Regions from separate parts of the Mus musculus genome. Here all the other regions are linked to region 1. Evidence: chromatin contacts called from public promoter capture Hi-C data. All regions are on one chromosome and are shown on one strand. Each heading gives the region's core, a stretch centred on a gene start, on an enhancer-like site or on the middle of the called end of the contact. The rest is flanking DNA. Distances are from core to core; before and after follow the strand shown. Region 1 holds the start of Kidins220 (kinase D-interacting substrate 220). Region 2 holds the start of Rnf144a (ring finger protein 144A). Region 3 overlaps Gm29687 (predicted gene, 29687). Region 4 overlaps Rnf144a (ring finger protein 144A). Region 5 holds the start of 4930480M12Rik (RIKEN cDNA 4930480M12 gene). Region 6 has its middle 89 kb from the start of Gm29835.

Region 1 (4,747 bases), core at 1,485-3,984:
GCCTGGTAGTACCATAAGGTAGAACCAACCCAGTGTTGGTAGAATCATGAGTTTGCCCATGTTCATCAACCTGGAATGCCAGCATTTATACTCCCAATAATCCAAAACATATCCTGCATACAAGTGACAGCTATGGCTTCAACGTCCACAATGGCTTAGATATGTGTCTCTTTAAGCTTACAGTCTGTCTCCACGGTTATGTCTTCAGAACCCATTACAGGCCTAGAACAAGAAGGATCTCATGAGGGAATGGTCAAGTTCAGTAACGACATAGACACATAAGGAAGCCTCTTTTGGGTGTCTTTGTCCACAGAGAGGGCCCTTCACCCTCAACAGCATACTCTCTACCATAAGCCGCACACAAGGCTATAACAACAATCTGTACATGTGACACTCAAAAGATAAGCTGGGCCAGTCCAGAATTGGAATTAAAACTGTCCAGGTCAGGGCTGGAGAGATGGCTCGGTGGTTAAGAACACTAACTGGCTGCTCTTCCAGAGGTCCTGAGTTCAATTCCCAGCAACCACATGGTGGCTCACAACTATTGTAATGGTATCTGGTGTCCTCTCCTGGTGTGTCTGAAGAGAGTGACAGTGTACTCATGTAAATGCAATAAATGCATCTTTAAAAACACAACTGTCCAGGCCACGATTGATGCTGTGTAAGTAAAACCACAATCATCAGAGAGTGAGCTTACAGCTATGAACAGAGAAAGTCTCTTCGTCAGTGCGGCCTCAGTGTGGCCCCTGAGACACAGGTCATCAAGCTACCCAGGATTCTGACCTCTCCTCAACCCCAGAAGCCTCCTTTCCCCAAGGTTTCTGCTTGTGCCTTCCAAACATTCAGGAATTCAGTGAAGAAAAATAAAACTGACATTCTTCAACAAAAGCTGGAAAAGGGGATGGCAGGCTCACACGGGATCATATATAGAAAAATATAATTTAGCAGTGCATGCATACACAATATAGACTTAAAAAAAAAAAAAAAGAATCAGAACTCTAGGCACAAGTTAGGGACCAAAACAGACAGCCTACAGGAAAGGAATCAGGCAATTAAAGTGGAAAAGAAATGCAAGACATTACGTTTAACCAAATAGAATTCCCAAAGTTTGAATTTTGGACAGAACAAAATATCCAGAGATAAGGAAAATAATAAACGACCATGTGACTGGGAAAGAAAAACAATGTTAGTGTTGTTGTCATGAACACCAGAGAAAGAGCACCCATGCGTGCAGGGATGGAAGGGAAAGAAAAGAGGAGAGGTGGGAGGAAATGGGAAAGTCTAGGAAAGAAGGCAGCAGGCATTTCGTTACATATGTGTGCCCCTTCCAACCAGCCACCTTAGAATTGATTGGGGCTGTGGGGATACCCTTAAAGAGCTGATAACTAGAGAATGATGTAGTGGCACAGGGGCCTGGGAGGCAGAAGCAGGCTGATCTCTATCAGTTCCAAGCAGACCAGGGCTACATATTAAGAAGACCAGGGAGGGAGAGGAAAAAAAGGAGAAGAGGGGGATGAAGGAGGAGGAGAAAAAGGAGGGAGGGAGGGAGGGAGGGAGGGAGGGAAGGAGGGAAGGTAGAAAAAAATGAAAAAGAGAAAAGAATTTATGGAAACGAGATGCCAAAGATAAATCTGGAAACCATTCTCAGAGTGTTTAAAAGGATTCTCAAACTGGTGTGCAATTATTTGTCTCCTGACCCAAATAGTCCCATTTTTGCAGGCCTGTGGTGAAGCTCAGAAACAAATTTTTAACAAGGACCCCCAAGTCGGTCTGATCAAGTTGACTGACTGTCGTTGTAAAGCTTGAGAACAAAGAACGCACCTTGCCACAGCATTTCCAGTCTTGGCTCTGAACCAGACACCCAACTGCCCTTAAAAATAGATTATGTGTCTTTTCCTTTTACTGTAGACGCTTTGTTTTTTCGTAGCGTCAAAAAGAGAGCGGGGGACTAACCCATCAGAATCACCTCCAAGAGGTTTTTCCTCAGCCACACCCCACACCAAGAAATGGGAAGCTCTGAAAAGCAAAACCGGTGCATTTTTAGCAAGCACCTCTAGGGGGCAGAGAGCTCCACAAACAGTTATTAATGAGAAAATGGTCTAAAATGGTTTAAACGTGAAGACAACCTAGGGAAAAAAAATGTATACAAATCCCCACAAAGCAAACATGGACGCGTTCTATTCGGGGGCTTGCGGGCATCTTGCAAGGCGTTTAAAAGCCTGCACAGGACAATGGGGGCAGTGGGTTCGGCAATTTAGCACAGAAGAAAACAACTTCTCCTCCCTGGAAAGCAAAGCAACCAAGAAGGTAAGGCTCAGGGGCACCGGCTGCGGGACTCACTAAGTGATGGGTGTGACAACAAGGAAAGCGGCCTGGGCCTGGAGTCAGTGCCCACGGGAGAACGCCGCACCGGAGCGCCTGCCTTCCGCGCTTGGCTGCACCGACCTCGCCCGACGCCCGGACGCCCCGCACCCAGCCTCCGATCCCGGCCCCCTCCCCCTCTCCGGTGCCACCGACAGACTCGTCTCCCTTTCCCCTCCCCCCTCCCCCAGCCTCGGACACTGTCGCTCTGCCTCACCCGACCTCTCCGCCTCCGCACTGACCGTGTCACGGCCTGGCCGAAGACGGCGCCCTCAGCTCTGCAGAACAGCGCCGCAGACCTTGTCAGAGGACAAGACGCCAAGAGCACACAGCTATGCCCGCACCACGCCCGGCGGCCATCTTCCTAGGAGTCAGGAACTGACAGGTCACGTGGTCGTGTGGTGGGCGGTGCTCCTTGTGGCCACGCCTCCTGGAGGGGGCAGTGTGGGAGGAGTTGCAGGTGCTGAAGTGGCTTGGACGCCCTTCCCTCTATTTTAAAGGAATGGAAACATTGCTTCTTTGCCTGGTTTGGCTTCAGATGGTTTGGGTTGGGTTAGGTTGGGTTGGGTTGGGTTGGTTTTGATACAGAGTCAAAGTCGCCCAAGCAGGCTTCAAACTTGCTATGTAGCCAAGAATGACCTTTACGCTCCCGATCCTCCTGCCTCCACCTCCCAGCTGACCCAGCTAAATTAGTGTATTTTTCACAGGTGCCCCAGGCAATATTTTTCCCTGTCATTCGCGCTTTTGAAAGTTAATTTATAACCCGTACCTGGCATTATAAGCAATAATTCAGAGAAATAAACAACAATTACAACTTTGGAAGCCATTGCCCACTTTGCAAATGAAAGTCGCTTAGTTCCTCCTTCCAGGGTCCAGAAGTCCGAAATCTGCCTTCTCCATCATCGGAAGAATGCACTGCCTCCGCAGACGTCCATACTGCCTCCTTCCAGCTGAGGACCCCCCGCCCCAACCCCCCAAGGCCCTTCCAGACTTTGCTCTTCCCACCTCTGCAGAAGTATCACCAAATGCTATTAACTGATCCCTGACCACCATCAGCAACCCCATCCTGGCAATATTCCCTTCAAAGGGCCTCCTGACACCCATTTCCTAGTCTTCTTCCAGGCATGGTACTCCTTCCCAGGTTCCACCTACCTTAATTAATTCAGAGTTCCAGAGTTCTGCCCACGGTCAGTCTCATCCCCAATATGGCCGATATTATAGGCTCCCTCCTGATCCATCTCCGGAAGTGAGTGGGACCCCCACAGGAAGTGGAAAGTTATCTCACATATCACCCCATACTGTCTAAGCAGTTCCTGTGTTAATCACTCAGATCTATTTTAAACCTTTTACTCCCCCATGGGCTGCCGACTCTCTCAACTCCTCTCCCTACCCAGAACTCTTCTTATCTGTCAGGACACTAAGCACTTCTCAGTTAAACTCTTCAGTACTGCCCCCCCCATCCGTGGAGCCCGTTCCCCACAGCACCTGGGAGTGAGGCTCTTGGAAGGCGTGCCCTCACAGACCTTGCCCTGTTCTGCCTGCCTTCCCCTTCAAACCCTGCCAGGGCAAACTGGCCAGTATTTTCTGCTAATAGACACACTGGGCTTCGTGGTACACACCTTTGCCCTCAGCACTCAGAAGCAGAGGCAGGGGGAATCTCTGTGAGTTAGAGGCTGGCTGCATAGTGAAACCCTGTCTCAAGAGGAGGAGGAAGAAGAAGAAGATGAAGAAGAGGAAGGAAGGAGAGAAGGGAGGGAAGGGGAGGGAGAATGTTATCAAGGGGTGAGAGAGGTCACTGAAAAGATCTCACTGAAGAGAAATAGCTGCAGAAATGTAGTTCCTGTGCCCTTGGGGGCTACCCCCAGGGGCTCAGCTCACATTTGAGAAAGATTGGCTGAAGGTTCCTGGCCCTAGCCTTCCAACTCATTTCTCATGCAAGTCTCCCAGACCCTCCTTCATGTACCTTTAACTTGTGCAGAGGGACAAGTAGATTAATGGGATGACTTCCACAAGCCAGGAAGCTGGCTTTAGACAGGACCAGGCTCATGCTTTCCTACACAGAGCTCTCTGCCTCCAGCGGGGAAACCAGAATGAGGGGCAAGCACATCCCACTGATTGCCTTTGGTCTCAGACACAAGCCCAGCTCGGCGACCTACCTTTCTTCCCATCATTGAAACCAAATCCCTGCAGACATTCAGGGAGCACACCATTCTTCCCTAGGGCTGATCTGGAAAGCACTGTGGTTAGGAACTGCAGGTTAGGGTACCAGGATGCAGAGTGGGCTCAGTGAGGAGAGGCAAGGGAGGCTGGGAACACATTCCAACAATTATAAAGCCAGCCCCTGCCCTGCCATGGACCAGACAGGTCTGAACAGGAATTGGGGTAA
Region 2 (4,501 bases), core at 1,353-3,852, 1.4 Mb before region 1:
TCCCACTGTGGCTGATCATAAGATACATGCCCAGTGAGACAGTGAACCGTACATCCTCAGCACAATAAGGTCCTTCCTAACAGTAAGGTCTTTCAAACAGGCTTGAAGTGACCACCTTGCAGGGGGATAGTCAGTCTTCTTCAGGCAAGAGCTGGACTGAGGAGCCCGGTCAGGGTGGAATGGCTTTGAGAGCCAGGCAGCTTTCTGGAGAGAATGGCATTAGCTGTTGAGAGGCTCAGAGGAGTCAGCTTCATTCATTATTGAGCACTTATTACTCTCCGGCTCTGTGTGGGATCTCACAGAAAGACATCCTGAAGAGCGGTGATCTAAGCTCCAGAGTAAATACCCAACACCGGGAGCATGGTAAGTACCATAATCCACATAAAAACAAGGTAAATAGATCCTGGGTACGGGTGGAGGGTGGAAAGCAACGGCAGATTCGACAGGCTTCATAGATAAACCTGGAAGTGCGCTCGCTGTGTGGTCTGCTGCAAATCTGGATTTCAGTGCCTGTGTAGTGGACTCAGACCATCTCCCCAGGAATAGTTACATAGCATTAGCCAGCCCGTCAGGTCACTGGTGTGACGATGCACAGGTTAGCACGTAAGGTCTGGGAGGTGTCATCTATGCATTTTGATGGGGGTGGATTTTTCACCTACCCACAGAGATTCATAGGCAGTGTGTTACCAGTCCTTTGTGTCATGGACAACACGGGAAGCCTCAGTCAAGCTGCAAGTCTTCCACTTGCTGTGAGCTTCCAGCCCCCCTCCCCCAGCAGACTCTCAATCCTTCATTCATAACTTTGCTCCCCAACCAGGCCTGGGGAGGTGTGAAAACATTTCTCTCAGAGCTCAGGCCTTCAGGCAAAACTATTTCTATCTTTCAGTGAGAGGCCGAAGCAACAAAGTGCTGTTGTTAGGATTCTTCACACTGTGTGCTTTCTTGAACAAAGGCATTTATACAGAGTCTGATGCAAGCCAAAGCTCTAGGAGGCCACGTGTGTCCTTGTTTTGTTTTGGCTTTTGCCTATTGGACATAGGCTCTCACTTATCTAGTCCAGGCTGGCCTTGACTTTGCAATCCTCCTAGCTCAGCCCTCAGAATGCTAGGCTTATTTGTGTGAGGCACGGTATCTATCAAGTGTGTGTCTTTGAAGATTTGAAACATTCAGCCCAGTAACTGGTGATGGTATCGGATGAGGGGCTGGGGAGACAGCTTGGTCACTACAGTGCTTGCCATGCAGGCCTGAGGACCTGAGTTTAATAACCAGCATCCATGTAAGAATACAGATGTGGTGCATGCTCAGCATCCTAGCACTGGATAATGGGGGTTGGGGTAGAGGCAGAAGGTCTCCTGGAACTTGCTGGCCAACAGGTCTGCATGAATTAAAGGGGTTTAGGTTCAGAATATACAGTAGAGAAAAAGAGGTGAACACCCCAGCATTGACTTTTGGCTTGCACTCACATACACATGTATAAACACAAATATGCACCTGGGAATGTAGCAGCAGACGGTAGATGGTACAGAGCTTTTAATCCTGTTTTAATTCTCTAGGGGAAAACTAGAGAAGTTGAGTTAGCAAATGGAGGCTCTCCAGTCCCCCAGCCAAAGAACGCAGTCCACAGCTGTTTGGACCCAAAGTGCTTGAGCAGAACATCTTAGGAGAGAGAGAGAGAGAGAGAGAGAGAGAGAGAGAGAGAGAGAGAGAGAGAGAGAGAGAGAGAGAGAGAGAGAACGCACACAAGTGTGGTGTGTGTGTGTATGTGTGTGTGTGTGTGTGTCTTGGATCCCCCCAAGGGCCTTCCCTAGTTAACTCCCACCTCCTGACATTCCCAGAGCCTCTCAGAAATATCTTTACCAGATGCAGACCAAGCGTTCAGAACACATGCCTGTGGGAACATTTCATTCTAGCCTTAATACATACTCAAAAGGTTCACCCATTTTTGCACGTTTGACATGAACTTCCAGGACCTACCAGAGGGATTGCAAGATAATAACTTATGGGAATTCCCATCCACTGGTGGATCTTAGGCTCTAAGGGAAAGAAACGAAATGCTTTGGCTTGTGCTTCATATATATGCACAGAGCCTCAGCCTCAGGTCCAAGCAGGTTGAGGACTCTTCTCATTCATTTGCATTATCAGAAGTTAGGGTGAAAAGATGATTCTTTCATAGTATTCATGGTAAACTACTCACAGGCAGGATAGCTGTCGGGCAGGTTCTGGCAAGTCCAGAGACTTGCTGTAATTTGCATAGACAGACTACTCTAGAGGGTCCCAGATACTTCACTGAGTGAGATTTCCAGCTTCTGACTGGTAGGGTCGGGATTTTTCACTCGTTTCTTTCTAGCTGTTGGCACTCGTTCTTCTAGTATTGAAAACAGGGGTCCAACTTCAGGAGGACTCATTGCCCCCTTGTCCCGCCACCCCCACCCCCCAACTGATCTGGGCCCTCCCTTTGGCATTGCTGGGGGCTGCTCGCCTGGTCCTGGTGCATGGACATTAAGGCACCTCTGAACGGCAGGGGGCGCTGGCGTGCAAACTGGCTCTGCCTCCCGCGCCCGCGCTTAGTGCGCGCTCGCGCCCCGTCGACCCCGCGCGCAGTTCTCAGGGCGCAGGGCGGGGAGGCATAAAGGGCGCTGCGCTGCGGGGCGGGCTGCACGCGGGAGGCTGACGGGGCAGCGGCACCCGCGAGCCGGCACCGGGCGGGGCCATCACAGCCACGCGCAAAGAGGCCGAGCGGGAGCCCGGACCGCGCGGGACCAGGTGGGTGACGCGCGCGTCCCCTTTGTGTCGGCATCGCCCGAGCGGGCCGCGCGGGATAAGGCTGTGCGGGGCTGGTTTCGGCCCCCTAACCCGTGCTGCCGGGCGGGGACCCCGCGGGCTCCGGGGCGGCGATGGGGACTATGCTCCGGGATTCCGCTGGGTGACGGCCGCGTCCTCCTGGCCGCTTGCACTTGGGGATCGCGCGCCACGGAGAAGTCTCCAGCCGCAGGCGCGGGGTGTGCTTTGCTGGAGTGGCCCGGGTGGGCGGCCGTCTGCAGGCCTTGGGTGGACTCCCGCCGTGACCTGGACATGGGCAGAGCGAGGGCGTGGGGAAGGTCGGGTCCGTTCTGGCCAGTGGCAGTCGCGAGTACCCCGCAGTGCTTAGCCGCGCCTGGCCGTGGGCATGGTCCTCTGCTAGCCTCTGGCCCAGGAGTCTCCGTGTCCCTTGTACCCCTCTTGCCCAAGGAAGTCCCCTCAGGACTCTCGTATCCCGTGCTCCGCATTGCTCCCGGTTTTCTACACCATCCGTGGAGCTCAGAGATTGTATCGCTCCTCCTGCTAAAACTGAAGGCTTCCTGGCCGCCGCCGTTGCGCGGGAAGAGGCGACTTCTTCACCCTAGGCGGGTCTCTGGTGGTCGCACTTAAAGTTTGCTCTAGTTCTTGTTTTGGTCTCTTTTTTTCAGAGAATACTTTAAAGTATACTTATTTTGAACAGTCCTACAGCCTGCTTGGTACAGGGTCAAAGGCCAAGTAACAAGGAGAGCTAGACAAGGCTCTGGGAAACCTTCCCAGGGTTCCTGTGTCCTAGGATTAGAAGGACAGTCCAATCTTGCTTAGGACAGTTCTAGGAAGGAAGGGCCTTCCAGGCGTGGTGTCTGGGAGACAGGTCCTTCTCAATGACCCCGGCCAGGGTAGTAGTTTAGACGGCTAAGAGACGCACATAAACACAGTAGCAGACAGAAGGAAAGGTGGTCAGTGTGCCCTCCGATGAGAGAGCAGAGACAGGGGCCTTTCTAAAGGAGGGATGTGGAATCAGATGACCAGTGGGGCGTAGCCAGGGTGGGGGAAAAAGCACCAGCAAAGGAATGCAGAGTGTGAAGAACCGTTCCCACGGGGTTGCCTCCTTGGCTCCCAAAGAGCCAAAGTTTCGCTCCTCTTCAGCCATACCATTGGTCTGGACTACTTTTTCCAGTGTCTTCCACAGTTTTGCTCTTATTACATTTTAAAGACTGCTAGGGAAGTATATCTGGAGGGGGTTTTGAATTGCAGGTGGAGACTCTGGACTTGGCCTCTGTTGAGTGGGACTCATGGGTGGTCTTGCAGGAGGACTACAAACAGTAAGTACTTCATGCTTCAGGGTGGCTATAGCAGTGTTAAAGGGCCAGGTGCCCCCGGTCGGGTTTTAAGTCAGACACCACCCTTTGCCATACACACCCATTTTACTTTCCAGGGGTCCAACTGACCCTTCTGGGAAAATGGGTGCATCTAATTCAGCATTTTCTGGACCCAGCACAATTTGAATTCTGGAGTTAACATTTTGATATATACACTCCTCTTTAGTTTTTTTCCAAGTGAGTTTTTGTAGGCTCCCTAGCCCAGGCTGGCCTGGAACTAACTCCCTAGGGAGCTGAACATGACCTTAAATTTCTGCAGTTTGCGCCAATGGAGTATTGGAGTGAATGGGACGGACCGCTATAATCAGTTTATGTATAATTGAGGTTTGAACACAGGGCTTTGT
Region 3 (4,128 bases), core at 1,097-3,596, 1.1 Mb before region 1:
ATTCCTTGATGTTGAAATTTATCGTTGTAATCTATACTACCAAGCTTAATGTTTAAATTCTATATTTTTAGATTTATTTCTATTATTTTAAAATTATGTGTATATTTTTATCTGTGTATGTGTGCATAAGCACAGATACTTGTAGAGGCCAGAAGAGGGCATCAGATATCCATGTAGCTGCAGATATAAGAATCTGTGAACCTCAGGAATGGATACTGGGAATAGAACTTGGGTCCTCTGCAAGAGGCAGTATACATTCCTCATTACTAAAGCCACCTCTCCAGTCCCTGCATTCACATTCTTACCTAGGGAGCAATGGGCAAACATGAATCTGCGAGGTGTTTTCTGGAGAAAAGTCCTGAGCCAAAATCACCAACATACAGGGTTATAAGGTGACTTAGGAGTTCAGATGTCTCCATGAACTGCGTGTGTGTTTTAAGTTTCTTTGACCGCAGATGTTTAGATTAGATAAAATCCAAGAGCTCCTGTTTACTTTGAATGACATTATACAGTAGTGTCTATATCAAAATAAGCTATATCTGTCTATATATTGTTCATTTTAATGCAAATACCTCAAGTCACATATCTTAGACCCATAATATCCCTTACTTACTATATAGTCACCAACTTCAGGCAACAGAATTGCCTGCTTCCAGAATACTAGAGATGACCTAGTGACACATTCAAGTTGACTGAATTTGGACTGAGTTTTTAAACAAACATTTACAATACAGAAAAATATATACGAGAGAATTAATTGTACACTGTTCAAAACTTGTTTTTGCTCCAGTAAGGAAATGTCATTGTTTGCATTTGACTATTGTTTATTTGAGAAATGGTAGTGACTGCCTTGTCCTAGCTCAGAGAAGCTTTAGTAATAAACATAATAGGTAGGGATTCATAAGATTACCCTGTTGTAATCTCCAATCTATTATTTTCTTGCAATAGCTTTCCCTTGTGTTAACATAGTCTTTTCAGCAACCTGGTTCAAGGGTTTATCTCACCCTCCTGTTCCTATGAGTAGTCTTAAAAAATAAACAGTACACAGCTTTTTATAATAAAGAAAGCAACACTTATCCTGAAATGTTTGGCCTCATACCCCAGTGACAACCAATTTTTTATTATATTAGAAGTTGTATCTGATCTCTAGTCATACATTTAAGCTGGATTCCTGTAATGTATTGGATCATAATTCCAGTTACAGGGACAACTTGAGAAAATTCAAAGTAGCCCCCCTCTGTGTCTCCTGGGCAGAAATACTCTGCATGAGGCTAGACCGATCCTTCCAGCTCAAGGTAGAAAATGCTTCAAGGCTTTCTCTGCAGCCTTGCCACAGACACAAACAGGAGAACCAGATGAGTGTTACACCATCTTGGGTGGTGCAGGATTGAAGTCAGGGACATGGGTGAGAACGGGCCTTGCTGAACCACCCGGTGTGTTCCATACTGGCACAAGGAGGAGGGCACGCATATCTGGGAGTCCATACAACTGCAGGAACTGTAAGGCATGTTCCATGTTAGGATGTGGAGGGTCACATGGTGATCTGTGAGTCCATGTGGCTGTGATAACTGGGGTTTGCAGCACTAGCTGTTGGCTGGGTACTATCTGTTTGGCTCAGTTTGGATTATGCTAATAGGTTGATTGTCAATACTTCACTTTTTTCTTTATGGTGCCTTAACCTCTTTTCAAGAGAATTCCAAAACTGATGCTTTGCTTCCCATTCCTTGAAATTAACAGGGGTGGAGGAGAGCAGTTATGAAATTCATGAATTTTTAAGGAACCACGAAAAATAAATAAAGCAAAATGTTCTCTCATTTCTCTCCAAAAGAAGCAGCTCTGTGTTGAACAATGAAACCTAACTTCCTGGACAGAGACAGTGAACATGCCCAACAGTACCCGGAGGCAAATGCTGTGCTGAATTCACATCCCCAGCTTACATAACATCCCTCTCCCTGCCTGTCCTTGCTGAAGGATTTCCCACACTACACAGAAGTCAGCACTCATGTTTAAAACAGTGCATGGAAGACAGGACAAAGTAAACCGGTTACATGGGGGATTGTCCTTATAGATTTCATACTGAAGGCCTCAAAGTCAAATTGCCTCATTATTAGGCACCCACGTAACTGTAACGGAACCATTAACCTGTTCCTGTCTGGTGATTTTTTTAACACAGTTTTGTGTACACTATGAACTAGAATGTAGTCTTTTTATCTACATGTTCCCTTCAAGGTTCCTGACGACTTGAGATTGTCCACCTGATGCCAGTCCTCCAGTATCCAGGAGAGAATTATCTGGACCTCATGTTCCCACAATGCACTTCTTTGCACTTTCCCACACTGATGCTCATCTGCCACTTCCACCCACAGCCCGCCTTAAGCAATCTTCCTGCTGCCGTCTACCCATCAGCCTGATGTCTTCTGTTCCATGACATTTTTAGCATTGTCTGCAAACTTGGGAGGGACTCAGCACACTCCTCTACCAAATTAATAACTAAAACAAGAAACAAGACTCATCTTGACAACAACTCTGCAGACTACTCATTTACATTTAAGCATCCTTAAAGGAACTTGTTTTTATTGTCCCTGGTGGATTATTTTAGTAGTATTATGATAATTGAGACTTGAGTAATTTTAGAGCTTCGTGTTTGTTAAAATACTTTCGAAGGTACAATAAAATTATAGAGTAACCATATATTGGGGCAGTAGGAGCTTTTGAGTTGAACAGATAGTCCTTAACAAAATGTTTCAAGATTTGTAAAGATACACGAGAGAAGAGGAGGCAGGCCAGGATACTCAGTGCCAATCCTCAGGGAAACAGAGGGGAGGGGGACACGGAGGGAAGGAGCAAGAACTGACCAAAAAAGTATGGGTAGCAAGGATGTTGTCCCTTGACATTGTTCCTCTACAACATGACATGCCTTCTGCTCTTCTCCTGGATACATGGGTGTTCCTAAGACCCACAGGATATCAGCTGCCCAGGAACATGTGTAATGCTCCATCTGTCACCATTAATTCTGCTCTAGGAAACCTTGTGGTAAATGCATATCCTTATATAACCTTCATCAAATGCCCAGTTCAGGAGACTGGGATTGTTAGAACGAAATCAGCATTGCAACTGGAGTCAGGGACCTCCTGAAGAGAACTGTACAATGTCAGGTGTATGTGGCCAACCCACCTAGAACACTGGGTGATAGGTACAGACCTGGGGCAAATTGCACAGGGTAACAGCATCCTACAGTAGCTTGTGTTCTATCCATGTAACTACTTACAAATACTCATGACTTAGTACATCAGGAAGAACGGCAAGTGTGGGGAGATGGCTCACTCATTGGTGTTTGACTGTGAAGAATGGAGATGTGAATTTAGATGAGCCTACCGCCACATCAACCAAATCCCCACCCGCCTAAAGCCTTTGATGAACATGCTGCTATCATTCCACTAGTTCCTTTCTCACTGAGATTTCTGGGGATGTGTTTGTATACAGTTGGTAGTTCATAAAAGCCCCAAGGATGCCCACTTAATTTGTTCCTCACAAAACCCTGTGTACAAAGGCCTTTAAGTGCTCGGTGTATTTCCACCATAGTACTACAAAGATACTTCCAGGTTCATTCCTACTGAGGCAGTTCCATAGCCAATTAATTTTCAAAACATGTTGGGAAAGACTACTATAGCCTGTCACAGGTTCACGGTACTTTGTAGCTTATAAGATGGCACCAAAATCCTGACCATATTTAATCTGAACAATAGCTCTTAAAATCTTCAGGGAAACAACGAGATCAGTGTTTTATTAATACAGAAGTGTGTGTGGAGAATCTAGTGCCTCTCCCTGAGGAGAATATCATTTTTCCTTGCTAGGTAATGTGTAAGATGATTATTGACAGTTGCTAACCAAATTTTAAGCTGCCCATACTCTCTGCCAAGGGAAACTCTGAAGGATTCAGAATTTGAGAGAGCTTTGTGAGTTCAGAAGCTCCTCTGTAGTTCCTTTCCAGATGATCTAAATATCTGAGACAATAAGGCAGGTGCTACCACCCCACGTGCCAGTAGAGGCTCTAAAGGACAGCACCATGTAGCTCATCTGACCAGAGGCCAGCCATCCTGTCATTCTGACCCTCCAGAATCAAGCATG
Region 4 (4,736 bases), core at 455-2,954, 1.4 Mb before region 1:
GGAAGAGGCTACTAAATTCTTTTGTAGAGTCTGTGATGATTATGGGACACCCCAGTGGGGATGCCACACTGGCAGTATCCTCAGAGCCTCTGTTAAGAGGTTGATACACTCTGAGATGACATAGATAGCATTCTGACTAGTGGCTGATGCTTAAAGTAATAAGATGTGCTATGCCCAGAGAGGGAACATTTTAAAAGTTGTGCTGTAGGACCTTCTAGCGTCATGAAGAGCACGTGTGAAGGGTTAGCCAGTAAAGGAGACCTAGAGGGGACATCCAGGAAGGAGAGGCTGGACACTTGAGGGCATTTTCAGAAGGAGTTTCCAAGGAGCTGTGTCCAGGTGCTGGTGGACTGGGTGAGGCAAGGAGCAATGGATTCTGGGATCTGAGCCATCTGGGTCACCGGTTAGTGGGGTGGTTTGGTCTGGTGGCTGTGATGGTGCTGGCAGGAGTGATGGAGACAATTGGGAACCGCTGTGAACAGCTTTGCTGCAGGAAGAGCATAATTTGTGGTGCAAAGGTCAGAAGAGTTATTTATTTTTAGTTGGAAACAGTTTCCACGGTCTGTGTGCCAGTGTGAGTGACCGAGTCTAATGACATCATGCGTATCGAGCTCAGAGGCTGCTGCAGCCACTCTTGTCTTTGGCTTAGAAGGTACAGGGGCTTGCCACATGAAGGCTGTGTAGTAGATACGTAGCTATGACAAAGTAATGGGAAGAAAAAAAAATCGACCAGCCTGCAGCTATGTTTCTTTGAGATCTAAGAGAATAGTTCACCTGCTTTGATGGTTAATGCTGACTGTCAACTTGGCGGGATCTAGAGTCACCTGTGAGGGAGCTTTTAGGTTGGGTTAATTGAGACAGGTAAGCTAATCCTAAAGGACGGATGACATCATTCAACAGGCTGAGGTCTTAAACTGAACGAAAAGGAGAAAGCTGATTGGACACCAGCATTCATCCCTCTCTGCTTCCAGACTGCTAATGCAGTGTGGCTAGCTGCCTCACGTTCCTGCTGCAGTGAGCTGGACTAGACCAACGTGGCCCAGCTGGGGAGTCGCAGGCACACTGTAGGCTGTGAATTGAGGCTCTGTTTGGCTAGACAGAGAGGGACAATATGCGAGAGTGTGAGGCTGCTGGCATGCAGGAGAGTTGAGGAGTCGGCTCACGGTGGGGGCTGAGAGCCTGCAGTGAGACCAGAAGAACTGAGGCTGGTGGTGGGGCCTGAGGGAGGTCCGTCCATACCTTGGGAATCAGGGACTTAGAGGAGGTCAGCATGGGCACCTGTGGCCTTCTGAGTGATGAGGGACTCTTTGGGTGTTTGTAGAAATCAAAAATCTCTAGAGTACTTTCTCCCATCCCCAGAAATGGAGGCATTCTTCTGCCTTGCATTTTCTTTGTCTGTTTTAAAAAAATGGTCTGCTTGGGGCATCTTCCTGTGCTCACCCACCACACACCCCTGTGACCCTCTCACTCTTTTAAGGACAGTGGGACTGATAACTGATGTGTCACTGATGCCTTTCTGGATCCAGTACCATGGCCAGGTGCATGGCGGCATCAAAGGTGACTGGCTTTTCACGTGATACTCCTGCTGCCCATTTTGTCCTTGGAATGTAGTGTTGTAAGCTTTTATCTTCTCATTAACACTGATAGGGTCATTGCAGCCCTGTCTGCGAGGCACTTATGGACCAGAAGCAGACTCTTCCAGCTGTGGGGATCACCATCAGGGAGCAGGCCAGAAACCTTTCCAAGGCTGAGTGCATTCTGCACTTTGTCCAGCATCCATCCGCCCACACCTTCCTCCTAGGACATTTGCTTGGGAATCTGTCTCAGATTCCAAAAAGTATGGAATAGCTTCAAAAAAAAAATAAAAAAAGGAAAAAAATCAGATTACAGAGGCCAAAATACCAGAAAATATCATTCTTGCACAAGCACAGATGATTTGTTGATGTTGAGGGTAGAAATAACATGGTTCAGATGCCTCTAGATACCCTCAGTGTGCACATCTGGAGTGGAAATAACATGAGATTCAGTGTGCACATCTGGAGTGGAAATAACATGAGATGTATAGATTTCTGCTTTTGTTCTAATTGCTTCCCTCTTTCTTTAGTTTGAAAAATAACCTTCTTTTTAAAAACAGGATGGGGGAAATCTGACTGAGAAAGTTTGGCTGAGCTTTGACCCTCTCTCGGCCTTGAGAACAGCTGGAATTCAGAGAACTACATCTGGTTACTCTAGCTCTCTGCTGCTGTGCAGTAGGCTTCATAGACTGCAGGGCGGAGGCAGCTGAGGGGACCTCAGATAGGAAGGCGAGTCTCGGTGCCCGGCTCCCTGGGCTCAGGGGCATTGACCTAGAGAAATTATCTCATCATTTTATTTTCGGAGGCAGGGTCTGTCATTCATTTGAAGCTTCATGTTCCAGCTAGGATGGTTGGCCAGCAAGCTCCTGAGGTTTGTCTGTTTCTATCCCCTAACACTGGAGCTACAGACATACCATGGCCAGCTTTTCCTGGGTATTGATTGGGGAGTTGAACTCAGCAGGTGTTCATACCAAGTGCTCTTGTGCACCGAGTCGACTCTCCAGTCTTCTTGTGGTTCTTTACATTACACAATTGCAGAGACTTTGTGAGACATACCTGCAGATAGCCATAGGTTAGTGATGGTATATTTGGACAGGTTCATTAGAAGCTGTGAGCTTTTATCCCAGGAGCAACCTGAAGAACAGGAGAAGACCCAGAAGGAGAAGCTGGGGCATGTGCCAGACAAAGACTGATGTGTCCTTCCTCTGATTTTAAAACGCTCAAGGCCAACAGTGGAGTTTCATAGACACACTTTCACATTTACAGAAGTCCCATGCAGCCGCCTCCCACATTTGCTGCCTAAGTAACTCCCCACTCTAGTTCGTTTGACTCTTGGTGAATTAAATATAAATGAGAAAGCCATTAGTGTCTTGGCCTTGTCGGATGCTTTAGAGTGGATAGCATAATTCAGTCATCGCAAACTCACTTCAATCCTGACTTCATTGGTTACAGTAATCATTGTGTGAGTTGTGCCTTACCTCGTATTTCTCAGTGTTTTAGAACCTGTGTCTCCTGCATACATGTTAAAACACATAGAGTATATAACAAAGATGAAACATTTGTGTTCAAATCGTAGGCGGGGCCGCTTCTGATAGAGCACAGGTATAATTGACAGGTTTGAACATAATCTCTTCCCATTTCTATTGTTTCGGCAATGACCAAAACAGCCAACAAGACCTCACTATCATACGGTTAAAGAATTCTTGTAATAAAATTACAATCATATACTGATTTCCCCCCAACTTTTTTCTATATATATGGGCCTAAAATAGTATGTGTTTAAGAGACAAGTCATAGATAAAAATGAGTTATTTATATAATTCTCATGTAGTCTTTTGCTGTGGTCTAGCTTTCTTTCTGTTGCTATGACAAAACACTCTGACCAAAAGCAGCTTAAGGGAGGAAAGGGGTTATTTGAGCTTGCAGGTCACAGTGTATCACTCAGAGAAGTCAGGGCAGGAACATAAGCAGGGGAACTTGAAGGAGAAACGATGCTACCCCTGGCGGCTTTTTGTGTAGATTCTGGTATCTGAACTCAGGTCCGAGGCTCTTCCCCACTGAGCCATCTCCCCAGTCTGTCTCCAGTTCAGTCCTATTGCTCCAGTAGCTGTAGTTACAACCAGGCACTCTCCTGTCATAGACATGGAGGTTATTGTCAGCCTTGGCTATCTCAAGCCTGCTACTTTTAATATTCTTCCATGTCTTTCTTGCCCACAAGTGCATTTTTCCCCTTGATCAGATATCCACAAAGGGCACCTGTGCTGGAGAGATTTACTAATAATCAGATACAAAGACCGCCATGGCAACTTCCTGAAGTATGTTGAGCACTACTCCCTTGCCAGCAGAGAACCAGTCTTCTGTAAAATCGGGCTTTGGGATCAACCTGTCACTTAGCGCTGTGGGACTGGTTAATTTTTACTCAGTGGCGATGTGACTCTGGACAGCCCACACCTCACACTCTGTCCTCCTCGGGGTTAACGCCTATTGTGTGCCGTTGTTCACCTTTATCCTTTAAGCGGTATTTTCCCTCACTGATTTGAACAGCCAGCCCTCATACATGCTGAAGAGGATTGTTCATTCTGTGTGCTAAAAATAGCACCCCCCAGTCTGTGCCATTGATTTTTATTCTCTGTGGAGAGTCTTTTGGATGACCACACATCCTTGACTGCAGCTTATCAATTTTGCCTGACAACTAAGGCCATGCATCGGATGTGCTTTGTATCCCAAGGTTTTTAGTCGATTCTTTATGTTCTCTTTGGATAGGTTTGTAAATTATTGGGCACTACTTTGTGGGTGGGGATATTGTAAACTGACATGACATTTATCCATAGGAGACAAACAGCACCCAGGGCTCTGTTGATCAGCTCTCCCTATCTCTACCAACCTTGATGACATGCGCATCCTCCTACCTGTCGTGTATCCATGTTTTGGGTTCCTTCTGCCATTTTATCTGTCCATTCCTGTGTCGCTACAGCCTGTGGTATTATTACAACTCTTGAAGAAAGTTCCACATTTGGACCACCCAAAGTTGCAATTTCTTCTTGCCTGTGTACTTGAGCCTTTAAAGTTCTATCAAACGGTAGAGCTAAATGATAAAACATTATAGCAGCAGAAGCAAACTGGAACATGCCCTGACCTGGATGGCTTTAATTGTCAACATGG
Region 5 (4,105 bases), core at 768-3,267, 1.2 Mb before region 1:
TGAGTCACTAGGCCAAAGGGTTACTTAGTCACTATACAAACCAACCAATGGCTGAAAGGGTTACTTGCTACACCAATGAGAACCTTGTTGCTCAAATCTACCCCTTACAAAGGTATAAAAAGTGTTCTTTCTTTGTTTTGGGTTTCTCCTCTGGCCTGTGTGCTGGGAGGGGAGTCCCCAACATGTTGGATCAATAAAAATCCTCATGCGTTTTGCAGCAATGGCGGTGGTCTCTGTGGTCTTTCTGAGTAAGGGTCTTTTGATGAACTCTAACAAAGTCACAAATCAGGCTGTCCACTAGAATTCAAATCAGATTTTATATTTCAGGGGTTTATAAAAAACCAAAAGAGCAAACAACAAACAGACAGACAAAAAAAAAAAAAAAAAAAAAAAAAAAAAAAAAAAACTCCAAAAAACAAAAAAACCCTCCAGAAGACATAGAAAGAGGTAGCTAGCCAGTTTTCACCACTAACTCGCTTTCAGGGACCTGGGGCCATTTGATGACAGGTTTGCTTTGCTCCTCTATCCTGTGGGTAGACTGCACCCACTGTCTTCATTTCCTGGGCTGTAGTGCTCCCATCCATAAATCAGGGAAACTGGAGATCAGTAATGAAGGGGGTCAGCCAGTTTCACTATTAAATTCCTCAAAGCTGTGGAAGCTGGCCCTGGTGTCTAATCTCACTCCCAGTGTATTGTAATGTCATAGTAACCCAGGTGCAGTCCCCAGGATTTCATCAGAGAGGGCACAGACAATGCCCAGGCTATGAGGCTAGGAATCAGTCCAACAGGTGTTTATTTGTTTGTTATTGTTGAAATTCAGAATCTGAATTACAGTTCCATTAAAAGGGGGACCAAAAAAAAATCTGCCTCTTTCTAGATAGAACCAATCAGTTAAGGGAACAAGAATGAAATATCCTGGAATATGACATATAGTACTGCTGATACTGGATCCTAGGCTTCCGGATTGGGAAGGAAAAAGGACAAGTTTTATCAGGAGATGAGAGCCCTTTGGGAAGGAGCCCAGTAGCTCCTAACTCTCCCTGACTCCCCAGCTGACAACAGTGAAACACTGATTAAGAGGCTGCTGTTTTTTTCCCAATGGTAGCAGCAATCGTTCCCTGGAAGCCAGCTCTCTTGATTAATGTATAAAGGAGATGCGAAAACATACACTCTGCTTTTCTGATACTAAATATACACACCTTTAATCTCTGTTCTCCAGCCTATGCAAGAGCTCACCAGAGAAGAAAATCAAATAGCATACTGTATACAGAAGCTCTCTCCCCCCAAATGCCTGGTTCCTGATTAGAGCAAGAAGAAAGAATAGGATGCCACAGGGAAAGGCACACATCCAAACTATGGAGAGATATCATATTCCTTCTCTCAAGGAAGTGAGGAGCATCTATATGTTTTAATTAAAATATGAAATGCATTTAAGTAAATCTCACTAAGCTCTGAGTCAGCACCTTTAGAAATCATTTTCTCTTTGTTGCAGCCAAATGCAAAGTGATTGATCCGACTGCGAAGTGTAGGGTTTGTGGGACTGTATCAATCCGCCATTTGGAGACTCCGCGCCAACAGTTGTATTTGGTAAGGCGAGTACTAGAGGGAACTCGTAGAAAACTAAAATGCTTGTCAACAGATGAGACACAAATGTACGATCCAAAGCTGTTTCTGGAACGAGCCATTTGGGGAACTGCCACACAGCTTGAGAGATCTGAAAGAAAATGCAGGCTCCACGTGACAACTTTAAATAAAACATAAAGGCCTTTGCTCACAGGGTGGGGGGTCTTACTCTTGCTGATCTACTAGTTTTCCCTGAAAATTGTATTAGCTTGGAAAGTAAACACAATTACTCTGTGAATGCAAATTATGCTTCTAACTAATTACTGATCGAATCCAGCAAAGGACAGCCACATTTTTGTCTTTTGAAATATAATATAAGAAACATTTGTAGTGTGGAGGCTTACCTTGTCCGTCCGAGGAAATTAATTTTCTTTCCTTACCCAGAAAGATTGGTAATTAGCTGGGAGTGTGATGTTCCCTTGTTGCTATGACTACAGCAAGACTTCATAAGGCCCCAGGACTGAGAAAGAGCAAAGGTGACAGAGCCCTTGAGGGAGAGATACTTCCTTGCGGAGCAAGTACAGCCAGCTACCCACCCCATCACACAAGAAGAAGAGGAGCTGGGTTAAGCCTACGGTGCTAATTTACAAAGTATTTTAAAATCAAAGATTGTCCGCACAACATTGTTAACTTTATCTTCTTTTTTCCCCCTCCTTTTTCTTCCTCTGTTTTAAACCCAGGTGTTCTAGGTAATTTGATATTGCTATTGCCTCCAGGGATTTTGTTTGTTTGCTAGTTTTAATCCAAGGAAGTAAAAGAGGCCTCTCAGAGCCACAAGGTTGAAGGTCAAAGATCCCTGGGGTCTGCTGAGCCTAAAAACCCTCCCATGTGGACATTTTCTTAGGTAGAGGAGGCTGCCCATGCTGGAATTTGAGTTTGAGAGCAAGCTTAAACCCCAGAAGCTTCACAATCTTAAACAAGACTGATTCCCCATCATCCTAGTCTTACTTTCCCTGTTGCTTTCTTAACGTTTGATATGAATCTAGGATTCTGTAGGATAGACTTGGACCACCAACACACTTGTTTTTCTGTTTTAAATATGTCACGTTATGAGTCTGTTGTCCTGTTCCCAGCATCCCCCACGTGCTGAGGCAGGTGCTGGCATGAAGCGAGTGAGTGTGAGCCTTTAGGGAATTCACGTGGAAGGGAAGGAGAAGGGTGCACTTACAGGAATAGCATTGGTGCTTAGGGTAGGAAATGAAGGAACGGAGACAAACCTTGACCAATTCGGAGCTACCAAAGTGGAGGACATGGTGAGGTAGGCATGCAGTGATCACAGATAGCAGATGAGCCTCATGGTCTCTTTTCCTCTAAGAATCATACAAGGAGTTTTGAGCATTTCCTTGTGAGGGATCCTATCATTGTCACAGTATAAGTAAATCACATGCAAAGCTACATACTTTTGTCTCATGCATTACAGAAAAAAAGGAAAGCCAAAATTCAGCTCTGGAAGTCTAAGAATGTATGGCTATATTTCTAAAATGTAGCCCATCATACAAAGAAAACAAAAAGACAGACACTCAGTGACGACTTCCTCCTCCTCCTCCTCCTCCTCCTCCTCCTCCCTCCCTCCCTCCCTCCCTCCCTCCCTCCCTCTCCCTCCTTCTCTCTCTTTCTCTCTCCTACCCCTCTCCCCCGTGTGTGTATGGGTGTAGTGGGTGGGTATACACAACTGTACATGTATGTGTAGAAGCCAGTGTGAGATGTATTCTCCATCATGGTAGTAGGTGGGTGTGCACATCTGTGCATGCATGTGTTGAAGCCAGCAGTCAGTATGAGATGTCTTCTTTTGGTACCTTCTCCTGTCTAGAACCGTAAGCCAAAATAAACTCTTGCTCCCATAATTCACTTCTAGTTGTGGCATTTTATCTCAGCAACAGAGAAGTAGCTGAGACATTAAGGTAACAATGTAGTGGCAGAGCTTGTGCTTAGCATTGGAAGGTTCTGATTTCAATCTCTAGTGTATCCTCTCCCCACAGAGAACATCATTACCCATCAACACAACAGAAACCTTTATATCCCTTAAAAATGGTGAGTACATTTTATATTTCTTCTTTGGAACAAATTTTATACTATAAAAAATTAAGAAGTATGTTTATATAGTGTTCTATTATTTATCTTTAAAAAATGAGTGTGAGCCTTAATAAGTTAAAATAGTTGTCATGGATGCTTGATGGCTTGGGTTTAATTCATGAAACCCATAAGGTGAGAGGAAAAGCATCCCTCAAACTCTACACTTTTGCCTAGGCAAGTACAACCATACAGACATGGACACAGACACAGACACAGACACAGACACAGACACAGACACAGACACAGACACAGACATAGATGCACATGCACGCACACACAGAGAGGGAGAGGGAGAGGGAGAGGGAGAGGGAGAGGGAGAGGGAGAGGGAGAAAGAGGGAGAGGGAGAAAGAGGGAGAGGGAGAGCAGAGTTGATTAATTGAAAACAAATAAAAGCTTAATGTATTCATT
Region 6 (4,307 bases), core at 189-2,688, 1.1 Mb before region 1:
ATGCTAACTCCTTTCTGCCTTCAAGCTCCGTTCTCCAATACGAACTTATCCATTCTGTTTGGATTTCATTGATAAAATGAGGAACATTCCCAAGAGAAATGCAGGTGTGGCTCCTCTCCAGTGTTCAGACGTTGTAAAGACCTCAAGAACATTTCAAGAGAGGGGAGGCCTGCTTTGCAGGCCCGCTATGATGGACATGTGGTCTTTGGCTCCTCTGGGATAGGTAACAGCTCTCTGCATCTCTCTTCTCTTGAACTCCAACATTTCAGGATGAGATTTAAGTAAAGCCTGGAAGTGGCAGGTAGCAACTCCAGAGAAGGGTGGAGACAGGCTAACCAGAACCCTCTGGAGACTGCTGAGGGTAGACAGGACCTCCGTGAGTTCCACTTAGGTCATGTTGTGGACCGTGATGACTTTGTGAACAGGGACTAGTATATAGTTATGCATTTTTTTATAAGAAGAAGCCTGATAACACACGCGCGCGCGCACACACACACACACACACAGAGAGAGAGAGAGAGAGAGAGAGAGAGACAGAGAGAGACAGAGAGACAGAGACAGAGACAGAGAGGGAGAAACAAAACCCTCAAATGCAAAGAGGCCTGCTTTAGTGTGTGTGTGTGTGTGTGTGTGTGTGTGTGTGTAGGAACAGAAGCAAGACTAAGCCACCAAGCAGGCTGCAAAGTGCAGACAAGCCAATCAAAAGTGTGACAATAAGAGAACCTGCCTTTGATGGGGACACATCTCGGGTTCCTCTACTGCCCAAGAGAGATATCCTGCTTGGCCCAAAGCCTGCTCAGGTACTCTTAGGATTCAGAAACTTGGAGTAGAGTGTGTAAGCATAGCTGCATGGGTCTTCATCAGCCTGCTGTGCTGGACCTGGGAATTCTAGCAGGTTTGACAGCTTTACCCTTTCCTAGTGGATTACATAAAGAAGTTTTTGCCACAGTCAATACGGAGTTTTAAAATGTTAAGGACTGTAAATGGAAGCAAAACCAATCGATGCTCTGTGCTGGTCCTGTGATAAGCAAGGGATCTGGACCCCAAGCTTGTTTTGAAGACTGCCCAGAGAGCAAGGGAAGCCAAGGAGAGAAGGAAGTGGTACCCAGAGACAGGAAGGGAGGCTGCACTATAGGTTCACGCCCCGAGTGATGCTTTGGGTCCCAGCTTTACAGTGCAATGTAAAGGGTATGAAGCCAGAGCAGGTGTTCTACAGAGGAACCACCCTGTCGGTAGGAGGGGAGCAGCCAAGAGGGATCCAGGAAATGCCATCTGTCCTTCAGAAGCCCTGTCACCACTGGGGCTGGGGCGATCTGAGTAGCTTCCAGCCCCGGCTGGCTCTTGCCATCCTGAGCCTCTGGCGGCTCTGCCCTCTCCGGAACTGTCTTACTCTTCTGACTCTGAAGGCCTTATTGATTGCTCAAAGTGAACTCTCAGCCCACGGCTTCCTCCACCCCTGGGCAGCTTGCATTTCCTCTGACGTGGTCTGTGTCTTCTCCCTTCCCCCAGCACCCTGAGCTTTTTACATTTCAAATATTTGACAGCTGGGTGAACTTCTGCTTCCGCCCAAAGAAGGACTCTTTGCAGTTCACAATGGCCGGCCAGTGGCGCAGGGGCAACTGTCGCTCCAGCTGTGAGAGAGGCTTTTGCAAATGCTCCGGAGAAGCTGCTGTCCAGCTGCGCGCCTCGCCCTCTGGCAGCGGGCTGCATTTTAATCAACCGGCTCTCACTCTCTGGGAGAAGGACTCATTTGTGGGGCTGGAGCAGATGGCCCCCGCCCCCAGCGCCCCAAGATCCTCAGGCCTTCCGCTCCGGCAGGTGAGGCCTGGTGATGTCAACGCAGGTGTGGATTGGAGGTCCCAGCTCCAATCCAGACCCCCAGAGCCTATGTTAGCGCTGCCTGTATTAGGCATACAGATCCCTAGAGTGCACTGTAAGGAACACACAGCCCTGGGTCCACAATACTGGAAGCTGGAATCCTGTAGATAATGAGAAGAAGATGCCAGATTTGATGAGAGGTGTACTGGGCAGGTGCCGACATTCTGCCCACCATCAGACGATTTGAACTAACTCAGCTTCTTGAACACCTCAGTGTATCCCCAGAGAGATCTGTGAACCTCCATCCCTATGTGTGGAAAACTCTGTGAATATCATGAGTGTCCCTGCCTGTATATATCTTATCCATCTTGTCAGAGCTGGTCTGGGCTGTCCAGCCTTGCAGCCCAGTTGTCTTCTCTGAATAGCTATGACATTTCTCTATGGTGCTTTGCCTGCCTTAAAGAAGTGTTCAGTAAATGCCAGGTGCCTTAATTTCATTAACTCCCCTCAATACCAGATGGGTCTAATCCCTGTTTTCATCCAAGGAGGCAGACACGAGGATTTCCCACTGTGGATGGTGCTGATAAAGCCAGGTTTGATGCCAGGTAGTCTGCCCCTCGCCCCTTCACACCCTCTGTTGTGCAAACTTGTTTGAGATGTGCCCCAGCCCTGCTTGTCTGATGAGAATTGTTGTGGGGACTAGACCTTGGCATTCTTCATCTCAGAGGCACCTAAATAGTATACCTGTGCAGCCGTGCAATATAAAAGGGAGCTACTGCCAGTTCTGCCAGCACCATTTGTTGAAAATGCTGTCTATTTTCCACTGGATGGTTTTAGCTCCCTTGTCAAAGATCAAGTGACCATAGGTGTGTGGGTTCATTTCTGGGTCTTCAATTCTATTCCATTGGTCTAAGATCAAAAATTCAGGTGACAGTAGATGCTGGCGAGGATGTGGAGAAAGAGGAACACTCCTCCTTTGTTGGTGGGATTGCAAGCTTGTACAACGACTCTGGAAATCAGTCTGGCACTTCCTCAGAAAATTGGACATAGTACTACCGGAGGATCCAGCAATACCTCTCCTGGGCATATATCCAGAAGATGTTCCAACTGGTAAGAAAGACACATGCTCCACTATGTTCATAGCAGCCTTATTTATAATAGCCAGAAGCTGGAAAGAACCCAGATGCCCCTCAACAGAGGAATGGATACAGAAAATGTGGTACATTTACACAATGGAGTACTACTCAGCTATTAAAAAGAATGAATTTATGAAATTTCTAGGCAAATGGATGGACCTGGAAGGCATCATCCTGAGTGAGGTAACCCAATCACAAAAGAACTCACATGATACATACTCACTGATAAGTGGATATTAGCCCAGAAACTTAGAATACCCAAGATATAAGATACAATTTGTGAAACACTTGAAACTCAAGAAGAACAAAGACCAACATGTGGACACTTTGCCCCTTCTTAGAATTGGGAACAAAACACCCATGGAAGGAGTTACAGAGACACAGTTTGGAGCTGAGACAAAAGGATGGACCATCTAGAGACTGCCACACCCGGGGATCCATCCCATAATCAGCCTCCAAACGCTGACACCATTGCATACACAAGCAAGATTTTGCTGAAAGGACCCTGATATAGCTGTCTCTTGTGAAACTATGCTGGAGCCTAGCAAACACAGAAGTGGATGCTCACAGTCAGCTATTGGATGGATCACAGGGATGGAGGAGCTAGAGAAAGTACCCAAGGAGCTAAAGGGATCTGCAACCCTATAGGTGGAACAACAATATGAACTAACCAGTACCCCGGAGCTCTTGACTCTAGCTGCATATGTATCAAAAGATGGCCTAGTTGGCCATCAGTGGAAAGAGGCCCATTGGTCGTGCAAACTGTATATGCCTCAGTACAGGGGAAGAAGTGGGAGTGGGTGGGTAGGGGAGTGGGGGGGGGGGAGGGTATGAGGGACTTTTGGAATAGCATTGGAAATGTAAATGAGGAAAATACCTAATAAAAAATAAAAAAGGGGGCGCTACCATGTCCTGAGCATCTACCCTGGCTCCCGAGTGAGTGGTCTCTTCCTGCTCACTCATCTGTCTGACTCTACCCTCCTGGCCAAGGAGATTCGTGATAGAGTTTGGTTGTGATGGATAGTAGGCAGGTGAAATCAGTAGAAGCTCCCACTGCCTAGGGGGCTACTTTCATTATCTAGCTCATGGTCAGCCTCTACAGTAGACCTCTTCTAGGCTCCGTGGACTTGCATTAAATTCTCACCTCCATCCACCTTCTCCTCTTCTCTAGAATGATGTGGTCATGGGTAGTAACATAGCCATTACAGGTCAGCAGAGCCACCACAGATTGACTTGAAGAAATTTAAAGGTATATAGAAAACAGAGGTAATGCAATCTCGTTCTCCCGTGCCAGTGAACCCAAACTCATGGTCCTAACCTGTCCTAGAGATGTTTTATTTAGACCTGATGTGA

Evidence for each region. Promoter capture Hi-C pulls out the DNA fragments that hold promoters and counts their contacts.
Region 2: a promoter capture Hi-C map of pre-B cells shows a contact between it and region 1, with 5 times the contacts expected there. The contact joins the promoter of Rnf144a here to the promoter of Kidins220 in region 1. A contact is called at or near these places in 10 of 39 promoter capture datasets (the 3T3-L1 cell line, 3T3-L1-derived adipocytes, the C10 cell line and 6 more), 3 of 484 Hi-C or Micro-C datasets (CD4 T cells, CD8 T cells and LSK cells), 3 of 115 datasets of contacts at active chromatin or transcription factors (embryonic forebrain, embryonic hindbrain and large pre-B cells) and 1 of 9 other capture datasets (adipose tissue).
Region 3: a promoter capture Hi-C map of hippocampal neurons shows a contact between it and region 1, with 3 times the contacts expected there. The contact joins the enhancer-like site here to the promoter of Kidins220 in region 1. A contact is called at or near these places in 8 of 39 promoter capture datasets (the 3T3-L1 cell line, cranial neural crest, frontonasal cranial neural crest and 5 more).
Region 4: a contact with region 1 is called in a promoter capture Hi-C map of hippocampal neurons, with 5 times the contacts expected there. The contact joins the enhancer-like site here to the promoter of Kidins220 in region 1. A contact is called at or near these places in 7 of 39 promoter capture datasets (the 3T3-L1 cell line, 3T3-L1-derived adipocytes, cranial neural crest and 4 more) and 3 of 115 datasets of contacts at active chromatin or transcription factors (bone marrow-derived dendritic cells, embryonic fibroblasts and stem cell-derived neural progenitor cells).
Region 5: a promoter capture Hi-C map of liver shows a contact between it and region 1, with 9 times the contacts expected there. The contact joins the promoter of 4930480M12Rik here to the promoter of Kidins220 in region 1. A contact is called at or near these places in 9 of 39 promoter capture datasets (3T3-L1-derived adipocytes, HPC-7-derived erythroid cells, cranial neural crest and 5 more), 1 of 115 datasets of contacts at active chromatin or transcription factors (embryonic limb bud) and 1 of 9 other capture datasets (macrophages).
Region 6: a promoter capture Hi-C map of hippocampal neurons shows a contact between it and region 1, with 4 times the contacts expected there. The contact joins the enhancer-like site here to the promoter of Kidins220 in region 1. A contact is called at or near these places in 10 of 39 promoter capture datasets (the 3T3-L1 cell line, the C10 cell line, cranial neural crest and 5 more) and 3 of 115 datasets of contacts at active chromatin or transcription factors (embryonic stem cells, kidney and large pre-B cells).

What each region holds. Positions count from the first base shown.
Region 1 is chr12:24,972,919-24,977,665 of GRCm38.p6, reverse strand. Kidins220 (kinase D-interacting substrate 220) reads right to left here and starts at 2,734. Exons shown (of 32, transcript NM_001081378.1): 1 at 2,604-2,734. It overlaps Gm36236 (a long non-coding RNA gene), which reads left to right and starts at 2,069. Exons shown (of 2, transcript XR_381341.3): 1 at 2,069-2,307; 2 at 2,553-4,747.
Region 2 is chr12:26,413,363-26,417,863 of GRCm38.p6, reverse strand. It overlaps Rnf144a (ring finger protein 144A), which reads left to right and starts at 2,602. Exons shown (of 10, transcript NM_001081977.2): 1 at 2,602-2,763. Mir6538 (microRNA 6538) reads left to right here and starts at 2,854; the gene lies at 2,854-2,963.
Region 3 is chr12:26,090,314-26,094,441 of GRCm38.p6, reverse strand. It overlaps Gm29687 (predicted gene, 29687), which reads left to right. Exons shown (of 5, transcript NR_131149.1): 5 at 2,230-2,480. Among named protein-coding and RNA genes, the nearest start is that of Gm29835, 110 kb to the right of the region's middle. Within about 2 kb of position 2,346, at least 5 of the 459 cell types and tissues checked have an H3K27ac peak or open chromatin away from gene starts, as enhancers often do. A contact at or near this core is called in hippocampal neurons, where this site is marked.
Region 4 is chr12:26,383,454-26,388,189 of GRCm38.p6, reverse strand. All of the region lies in intron 3 of Rnf144a (ring finger protein 144A), which reads left to right. Among named protein-coding and RNA genes, the nearest start is that of Mir6538, 29 kb to the left of the region's middle. Within about 2 kb of position 1,704, at least 26 of the 459 cell types and tissues checked have an H3K27ac peak or open chromatin away from gene starts, as enhancers often do.
Region 5 is chr12:26,209,179-26,213,283 of GRCm38.p6, reverse strand. 4930480M12Rik (RIKEN cDNA 4930480M12 gene) reads right to left here and starts at 2,017. Exons shown (of 3, transcript NR_046278.1): 1 at 1,968-2,017. Gm29687 (predicted gene, 29687) reads left to right here and starts at 2,779. Exons shown (of 5, transcript NR_131149.1): 1 at 2,779-2,881; 2 at 3,603-3,654.
Region 6 is chr12:26,065,667-26,069,973 of GRCm38.p6, reverse strand. No RefSeq gene overlaps it. Among named protein-coding and RNA genes, the nearest start is that of Gm29835, 89 kb to the right of the region's middle. Within about 2 kb of position 1,438, at least 104 of the 459 cell types and tissues checked have an H3K27ac peak or open chromatin away from gene starts, as enhancers often do. A contact at or near this core is called in hippocampal neurons, where this site is marked.